2 separate regions of the Arabidopsis thaliana genome follow, and region 2 is linked to region 1. The links are chromatin contacts, called in public capture Hi-C maps. All regions are on one chromosome and are shown on one strand. The core of a region is the stretch at or near the end of the contact, and the rest is flanking DNA. Distances in the headings are between cores, read along the strand shown.

The links. Capture Hi-C pulls out chosen DNA fragments and counts their contacts.
Region 2: a capture Hi-C map of seedling shows a contact between it and region 1, with 4 times the contacts expected there.

The regions. Positions count from the first base shown.
Region 1 is chr3:11,977,270-11,982,400 of TAIR10.1, forward strand. It overlaps AT3G30390 (Transmembrane amino acid transporter family protein), which reads right to left and starts at 2,377. Exons shown (of 6, transcript NM_113938.3): 1 at 2,089-2,377; 2 at 1,135-1,573; 3 at 899-1,051; 4 at 618-821; 5 at 61-526. The coding sequence starts at 1,558.
Region 2 is chr3:12,101,801-12,106,703 of TAIR10.1, forward strand. It overlaps AT3G30460 (RING/U-box superfamily protein), which reads left to right and starts at 2,540. Exons shown (of 1, transcript NM_001339052.1): 1 at 2,540-3,311. The coding sequence starts at 2,633. The coding sequence ends at 3,076. It also overlaps the pseudogene AT3G30465.

The DNA of each region.
Region 1 (5,131 bases), core at 1,127-3,626:
AAATAAATTTACCAAATCTGCCAAGGATTGTGTGGAGGTTTATATAAACAATCTACTTACTTTAGTATGATAGAAGCTGGGAAGATGAAGCCGAGACAAACAGCGGCGGTTGCTCCAGTGAATTGGAAAGCATCCCAAATGCTTGGGATGAAGTTTGCACCCAAGAAGATTACAGAGATGAGACCGGCAGTGAGGCAACCGAACCTCACATTTGAGGTAGATAATGATCGAGCGGAAGGGAACAAGAGCCCGTCAATGTTAATCCGAAGAGGGTAGAAAACAATCGGGAACACGAGCATCAAATGAAGCGCGTAGCTAACTCGAACCGCATCATTAAGGATAGAACCAAAAGGGATTCCAAGATCAGTGTCAAAGTTTGCAAGGACATCATCAAGAGTATCATCACCAAACAAGAGGAACCCGAAAATACTTGTCATTATGTAAACAGATGAGCAGAGCATAAGTGCTGATCGAACAACAGGTCTTATCTGAGAGGGGTCTTCGAGCTCGTTCTGTATACTGTGAACTGCAACAAGTCAAACAAAACCAAGAACCATGAGATTATTTTCCATTTTTTAAAGCTATGCTTCCAAATTAAGAACTAAGCACATACATACCATTGTAATGGCAAATGAATGCTGTGACAAGAACAGGTACGACTGTGAAGAGATTCCAGAAAGATGTTAAGTCAGTAACATCTGGTAACAATCTTGGCATCGCCACACCGCCACTGATCAACTTCATAATTGAAATTCCCGCAGTAATAATGAGAAACACAACCGCCAGAGCCACGGATAAGGCCGATGTAAATTTCAAAGAATCTGCAAAGAACAGCATAATCATATATTCAGTACCAAACATAGAAATATCTACGACAAGGAACGAATCAGACACTAACCGATTCGCTTGAAGCAAGCCAATGGAGCAAACACACCAAGAGTAGTAATCAGAAGAATAGCAGCTCTTCCATTCCACCAATGGTGACCAAACCATCCTTCGAGAACACCGAAATGATGGATACCATCTTCCGTCTTTCCAGCCAACACATCACCTTCAAACACAAACACAAGATTCAACAACACAGTGGCAACATAATATCGAAAAACTCGAAAGACGAGGATAACATAACAATACCTATAATGATCATGTATACAATCAAAACACCGATGTTATTAACTAAAACCGCGACTTGAAGCAAAATCCTTCCAGGATTACCAAAAGAACCACCCATTAAACCACCGTAAGATCGATTCTTCCCAGCTTTACTAAACCTAAGCAAGAACTCAATCGACGCATCAGTCAAGAAAGCCATAACAACAATCATCGTGATTCCAAGTCCAAGTCCAAGAATCTTCATTGTAGCAGGCAAAGCCATGATACCAGCACCAATTATAGTCGTGGCGAGGTTAAAAACCGCGCCACTAAAAGAAGCTCCATTGAATTCATCATGAGCAACTTCATCTCCATGACACTCTGGTAATAACGGAGCAGCGATATCATTAGAGCAAGTAGAACTGTTCCTCCTTGGAATTGGAGCAACATCTCCAACAACTGTCATCTTTGAAATTGCAAGCTGTCAAAATTCATTTAGAGAACAAAAATAACATAAGACATCGTACAAAAATAAATCTTTATACGTATTATTGAAGCAACGAACCTTAAAAGAGACGAACTTTGATTCAACTGATTAGACAAGTAGGAATCGAAAAACCTAAAATTGATTCAAGCCCAGTTGATTTTGATCGAAAGTTGACCCAGAAATTGGATTCTGATGAAATTGATTAAAAAACGAAATTTTACTGTTTGAAAAAAAGACTTTGAACTTTGATTCAAAAATTACAAGATTATACACAAGTAGGAATCAAAAAGCTCTAAAATTGATCCAAACCCAATTGATTTTATTACAAAAACCAATTTTATTACAACCTTAAAAAGAGACAAAACTTGGATTCAAGTGATTAAGACAAGTAGGAATCAAAAGATCTAAAATTGATTCAAAACCAATTGATTTTGATCGAAATTGGTTTGACCCAGAAAATGGATTCTGATTGAAGAAATGAAATTTGACTGTTTTGATTCAGAACTTACACGATTAGACAAGTAGGAATCAAAAGACCTAAAATTGATCGAAACCCAGATTTTGGTAGGAGAAAATGGTTTGGTGCTAGAATCAGACACCAAGGTAGAAGAATTAGGAAAATATTTATGAAAGAGTGGAGAGATTAGAGAGAAGATTTTTAATCTTCTAAAGAAGAAATTTGAGGAGAAATGATTTTGGAGATGAAGGGAAATTATAGGCCTCACGATTTTGGTTTTGCTGACGATGGAAATTGTGATTGTGTACGACACTATAATCTTTTAAAAATGGATTTTGTTTGTTTATTGGATAATGAGGTACGTGTGTATCCAGGAAAGGTGAATTAAATGAGATTAGATTAAATTAAATTGTCAAATTTACTGTATTATGTTGACTATTTATTTGATCTTAGGTGGTGCTGATTGGATTTTGGAGAAAATCGACGCAGTGTTTAGGATTTTCTGAATTGTATATAATATGCTTGAAAGTTTATAAAATAGAAGAGAATTATGGTCTCAAAAAGATACTATATATAAAGGTAAAAACATTATGTAATTGGTTTAACTAAACATATGATATTTTATTTTATTTTGTATGTTATGTAGTATTGGTAAATTTACTTATGTTGCATGATTAACAGTTTTCTAATTCTGGTTTCTTAAAAAACGTAAATTGTAAAAGGAAAAAATATAGTTTGATACGCGAACTTATAAAAACTGGTTATTTAGTACGTGAATTTCGTATATTGTAATTTAATATAAGTATAATTCATTGACCACTCATTTATATTACGTAAAAATCGTTGACCAAGTTAAAATTTATACGATGTTATTTGGTGTTAACAGACATGATAACAACCGTTAACTAGTTTTTGTTAGTTTTCAATACAATGTTGTTTCACCACAATCGAAATGGGAAAAAATGTCGTTTGATTGTTCAACTTTTAAATTGTAGATATTTTATACATCAAATTCACATGTGATCATTTTATACATGAACTAAACGTTGATCAGCCATTTTAAATATAAGAATATGTGACCAGACTAAAAAGACATATCACTGTCTAGGCCTAGATATTCAGATTTCGGTTTGGATTTTGTTCGGATTTAATCGGATTCAGATAATTCATGTAGGAGAGTGTATTATCCATTTGGATTTTATAACTATTCAGTTTTGATAGGTGTTAGATTTGGATCCAAAACTGATATGAATCTAACATCTATCTGAAGTGAATAGTTATAAAATCCTAACATATAATAAACTCTCCTATCTGAATTAACTGAATTAGAATAAATCCAAACCGAATCTGACCCAAATCTTAATGTTTAGGCTTAGATAGTGGTATATCTTTTTGGCATGGTCAACACATTCTCATGTCTTAAACGGCTTGTCAACATTTAGTTCATGTATAAAATTGTCACATGTGAAGTTAGTGTATAAAACTGCCATGTTTTAAAAGTTAGTGTATTAAATGACGTTTTTCCCGTTTCGATTATGGTAAAACGACGTCAGTATTGGGTACTAACGGAGATTAGTTAACGACTGTTATCAGAATTTGTTAATGTTAGATAACGTCGTGTAGATTTTGGTCTGGTCAATGATTTTTATATGTATTAAATGGCCGGTCAACAATTTTTACATGTATTAAATGGCCGGTCAACAATTTTTACATGTATTAAATGGGCATATTTGAAGTTAACGTATTAAATGACCACCTTTTAAAAGTTTGCGTATTAAACAACATCTTCCCCAATTGTAAAAGTGAAAAGATAACTTTTTATCATTTAAAATTCCGCCAAAAGCAAGATCCAATCTGTTGAGCGGTCATAGAGTACCTAGCAAATCCAATTTTAATGCACTGAACTATGCATTGTTGCCTACGAAAGTTGAGTAACAGATTATAGGGAGATTTGTCGGTGAGACCTATATCCTAGGCTAATTTGTTTATTTGCCTTTCGTAGTTATGAACTAGAACGAAAATATAGAAACTTAAATAGATCTAAACCTTAGTTAGTCGAGAACCATGATACCCGGAGAAACCCTAAAACACCCAACGCCTTAGTCTCATACTTTACAACTGATATCCATTCTGCTTTCATACCTTTACTTTGGTTTCATTCATAGTTTTCATTTTCTTTCATTGCATTAGTTATAGGAAACACAAAACCAAAACCTCCAAGTTTAGTTTTGTGTTAGATAGATCTTCTTCTCTGAATTCAATACTCTGTAGCTACACTCTATGTGGGATCAATCCTAAAATACTATTACTGATTACTGTGCACTTGCAGTTAAGGTGTGGTTTTTAGGTAAAATTTTTGAAGTAAAAACCATGACGCATCACTACACTTAACTCTATATGGGATTTCTGGTTTTAAAATTGAAATAATTTGAAAATCATGTTCATCGCCATCTTCGTCTTTAGCTTTTGAAGCAGTCTTCTCAAGCAAACCTTTTCTTTTATCACCTGATTTATAGGCAATTCAAGTAAGGCGAATCATAGGTTCTTTTTGTTGAATAGTTATGCCATGGAACATAGCACACTCTGATTGTTTCTTTTTCTATATTGATTACTTGTTTTGGGATTGTTGCGTCTATCGCAAGTTCCTCATCAAATGCAAAATCATGTCATTCAGTTTTGTGTTATCCTCAAAAGAGACTCTAACATAGTAACATTGTTTGTTGAAACAAAGTGCAACCAATGCTTCTCTCTCCTCTGCGGTTGAATCTCACGTGCTGTTATTTTCTTAATCACATTGACGCAGAAGTTCACCTCTTCGATGAAAATTTATACGTCGTGATTAGAGATGTTAATGATGGGTTAAAATCCACTGGGTACCCAAAACCCATATAAAATTTTAAGCCCATAGATCTACTTTTTCTGAAAAAAAAATACATGTTTAAAATGGGCTGGGTGTCCAAATAAATAAAACTCATATGGGTTTATCTCATTGGGTTATGGGTACCCATGGGTTTTATTAAGTCCTTTTTCAAGTGAATCAACATTTCTCGTAAAAAACAAATTCACATTTTTTCGCCAAAACCGCGATTTAACAG
Region 2 (4,903 bases), core at 1,290-3,789, 120 kb after region 1:
TCTTGAGTAATCTAGCATTAGTCAGTAAATCCGGGATTCTAATAGTATAACCCAACCCAACCCCCAATCTCAAAGAATCAATAACACAAGATTCACAAGCAATAAATTGAACAACCACGACAGTCTAAAAGAGATTACATCCCTCAATACTATATCGTCATGTAGCGCTTGCCCGGGCATGACCTGCTCCAAACCTTCGTAAGCCATAACGTTACGGAGTTTCACGCAACGCACAACAGACGGATGGACTATCATGGTTCGCCTAATAATAGTTAACCCCCTCGATCAAAACTCTTGAAAGTATCCTAGAATACTTCGGCTCATCGCCAACAATCATTCTCTTCTATATTGGCTGATGGTTCTTCGATAGCCATCCCTCGGTCAATTTGTAGTCTTAGTGAGGGGTATTACACCCGCCATAGGTATCTATTATCAAAACTATTATTTGATGAGCCTGGTTAATAGGTGTGTAATAAGAATCGGTCTATCTACTAAGGTGAACTTATCGAACTCGTTTAGCATGCATGTTTAGGAATAGGGTTTCACTGCACGCCACCGGGAATCTTAGCTCCAAGCATAGTTAATTTCACGGAACACCACCGGTTATTCTGATACTATAGTTTGAGTTTAAGAATGGTTCGATAACAACCTAGCTATCAGTAGATCTACTAATCTCTATTTCCTGAGAATACCCTAAACCTGACTTTTTTCCCATCTGACTTACATCTTGATATTTATTGCTTTTCTATGTTTCTTATTTTGTAATCTATTAGTTTAGTTTAATTTAATAAACAATAGTCTATTGCGTGATCCGAGAACTTTTTGGAATTCGACCCGTAAGTACTACAATCTCTTATTTAATGAGTGATCTTAAGGAAATTTGACCTACATCAATGAACTTAGCCGTAAAGCGCTACAACGGCAGTGATGGCTGAGCTACGGTATGGTGCGACTGATTTAAGAAAAAATGGTTGAGTTATGAGAAAACGGCTGACTTATAGTACAACTCTCTCTCGAGTCATGGCTGACTTAATGAAATTTTTCTGAGTTATGAAATAATTCAGCTTACGTTATGACTGACTTAATGAGATTTGCTGAGTTATGAGAATTTGAGCATAACCCAACCTAAGTTACGGCAGAGTTTTTACCCTATGGTTGATTGGTCAAAATTTTGGCTAAGTTATTCCCTCGACACAGCTGAGTCAACTTTTTATGGCTGGCTGAGTTATCAAAGACGATTTAGATGTGGGATATCGTTACGGCTAATTTATGTTCGAGTGTCATAAATCAGCCGTTATGAGCTGAATTAACGGATAACTCAGCCTAGTTACGACTGACTTAATAGTGAAAGATTAATTATTATAATATCATGCAATTACGGCCGACATATAAAACGAAACGACTGAGTTAAAAAATTTCTGTTGAGTTACGACATTAAACGGCTAAATTAACTTGCCGTGTTTTTGTTTTTTTAATTACTGTAGCTTTGACATTAAACGACATGTTGCGACTGACTTATAGCTTTGTTTGATGGCTGATTTATTTATGCAAGTTCGTTTGGTGGCTTACTTGCCACTTCATCAATTAAAAAATAACGTCGGATGCAACATTTTATGTCATCATCATCAAAGAAAATACGAAACGCCTTTTTTAATTCGTCTTCTTAACTTGAGTTTTTCACATTACCGGAACTTCTAATTCGTCATCGTCTTCCTCATTCTTCTTCATTTTCTTTCATCTTTCTCCTAATATGATTGATTCGATTACGGTAATTGTTGGTAATGAAGTAAAGAATTTGTATTTAACACTAACAATAAAGAGTGTAGAGTTATGCAAATAGATGCGAAAACAACGCACAACAAGCTTGTGAAGTTGGTACTCGATGACTATAGATTGAATGAGTTGAGCCATCAGTTAAAGTTGAGCTAGATGTTCTTGAACAAGGCTATGAACAATATGTCTAATCGTAACAGCTAAGTCGTAATAAGTAGATTTACTCGATCTTTCGTTTTCCGTGAACCATTATAACTCAGCCGTGGCATGTAAATTTGTTGCAAAACAATAATAGAGAGGAAAACCAAAAAGTTCTTCTTAATAACGTTAATGACGTGGCTTTTTTTTTTAATGACATAGATTAATATAATTTCCTTAATTATTTTTAATTAAAAAAATAATAAAAAAATCTTAATTAAAAAAAATCTAACTAAAAGTATTAATTATAATTACACAATAACACAAAACATATAAGTAATTGTAAAAAATATATAATATTCTAACAATATTCCAATATTTTTACAAGAGAGATTTTTATCTTTTATCATTCTCTTTTACTTTTTTTCTAAAATATAATTTTCTAATTATGTACCGTTCTTATTACCGTTGTCTAAAATTTTGATTTTTTTAATTCCGGTTTTTAAAATTGTGAATTTTTTTTTGTTTTATTGATATGTCGGTGCTATAATAGTTCTATGACGTGGCCACAAAAGAGACACACTCGTAAGACATGTGTTCAAATCTTGTCCTCATGCAAGGATCATATGAGCCGAAATATTCTCTTATACTCGAAAACCCAATCTTCACATTCTCGTACAATCATCATCTACACCCAAAAAGAAAAAGGAAAAAAAAATCAATGGCTGAGGAGTTTCATCTTCCTCTAAACCTCACCGAACCAGACCAAACTCCGACCGAAGAAGATTTCGAAGCAGACACTACATTAATTGACGACGAATACCTCCGTTACCTCCACTACTTGGATTCACGGAGCAATCATGGAGTCAACACGTTTGGATCTTACGATGAAATCTTTGGTCTAGTTCTCGGTAATTCATCCTCTTGTACGCGGTGGCTTAACGCAGGGGAGGAACTTCCGGTGGTGGAGTTTACGGCTGAGGAAATGATGGAGAGAGGTTTAGTGGTTTGTGCTATATGTAGAGAGGAGCTTGCTGCTAATGAGAGGCTCTCAGAGCTTCCTTGTCGGCATTATTACCATAAAGAGTGTATCTCGAATTGGTTGAGTAATCGGAACACTTGTCCGCTTTGTCGTCATAACGTGGAATTACCCAACCACGGTTGAGATTGTGCATGTAGTATTTTCTTATTGTTCCGACCAAACTGTATCCGGAGCCTAAGAGTTTTATTTTTGGTAAATATTATTGTTAATTAGTAACTACTGTATCTAGGTTTTGTTTTCTTGAATATGTGTATAGGTTCCTTGTCAATTATAGTCTATCTTTTGCATAGGTTTCTTCAATCTATATGTCACCACTATTAGATTACTCAATTCTTATATTGTCTTAATTAAGTCAGACTATTATTGCTTTTCCTTATGTCTTATGTTTCTTTGTTCAACAAAGAGTCGCAACTCGCAACTAATTCCCAACTCAACCAATCACAATAACTTGGATAGGGCTGGAGTTTTTCTGTACAGCTGAAAGAGATTAATGGTGTTGGGCTTTGTACTTGATGTCCGTCCGGCTCGGATAATGCCCATTATCGATTTCAGAGGAAAGGTCATCAAGCCCAATGCCCAATTTTATTTAACAAATTTGAATCCTTCTCAACTTGTTCTTGTTATTTCTCATCTTGAGTTTGTTATCAATTCAACCTTTAGTACAACAACGTTAATAAATAGAAGAAGGAAATTTCCGATCTTTTTCCCGTTGGATTTAGTTTCTATAAAGAAGTTTTGGGCAATTTATAAAAGAAATAATTCCTAAGATTGAAAACATTTGTATGTTTATTCCTAGAATAGAACACATCTTTTTTTTATTATTTAGATGTTTTCAGTAATTGTGTAATTATAATTAATACCCCTAATTAGTTTTAATTAATTATTATTATTTAATTCGTTTTTAACTAAAAATTAAATGAAAAAACAGTGATTATACATGTCATTACCATAATCCACGTCATTAATCATCTCCAAACCGCATAACGTTCGGGTTTCTTTTTCTTGGCGTTACTGTTCATCATCTCCCAAAAAAAAAAAAACTGTCGCTTTCTTCCTCTTTCTCTCTCGACGGAACGAAATCGTTCTCTTTCGCCGTTTTGCTATTTTCTCGTCTGTTCCGGCCGAAATTCAGACGCCGGAGTCGCATTTCCGTAAGTGCGAAGGCACATCCGACATCTAAGTTCCGGTGAGTATGTTTCTATTAAGTAAGACTCAGACATCTAAGTTCAATCGCAAGTGATTCCCGTCACTAAAATCGTTTTCCGATGCGTAACGATGGTTTTTAAAGCTGGGTTTTAACGTCGTCGTTGATTGACATATGGTGGCTGATTTCTTAGATCTATTTGATTTGACGGCTGAGTTACTGTTTGTTTTCCGACTGATTTATGATTTATCAATTCATCCGTGTCTGAGTTTGTTTTATGTTGTGACTGAGTTATGGTTTAACCTTACATCGATGACTGAGTTTCTTTTATATGACGGCTGAGTTTGTTTATGTTATGGCTGAGTTTCTGTTTTGATATAGCTGAGTCTGGTTTATGTTTTAACTGAGTTGTTGTTATGTTATGGTTTGACTGAGTTTCTGTTAAGATATGGCTGAGTTAGATTTATCTTATGGCTGAGTTATGTTATGTGTGGCTGAGATTGGTTTATGTTATGACACAGTTATGTTATCTATGCCTGAGTTAGATTTATGTTTTGCCTGAGTTATGGTATCTGTGGATGAGTTTGTTTTATGTTATGGCTGAGTTATGGAATGCTTACGGCTGATTTATGGTTATATAAATGTCTGAAGACCAAGCAAGGGAGTACCCTCCAAGACTTTACCAAGAGGAGGATTCTAATCTGGAGGGTAAAGGCATTAATCACAACATAAAGCTGGGAGAGTTCCCTGCAATTAGAGAATCAATAGGAAAAGATATATGGGCAGAACTGAAAGAGACAGAGCCT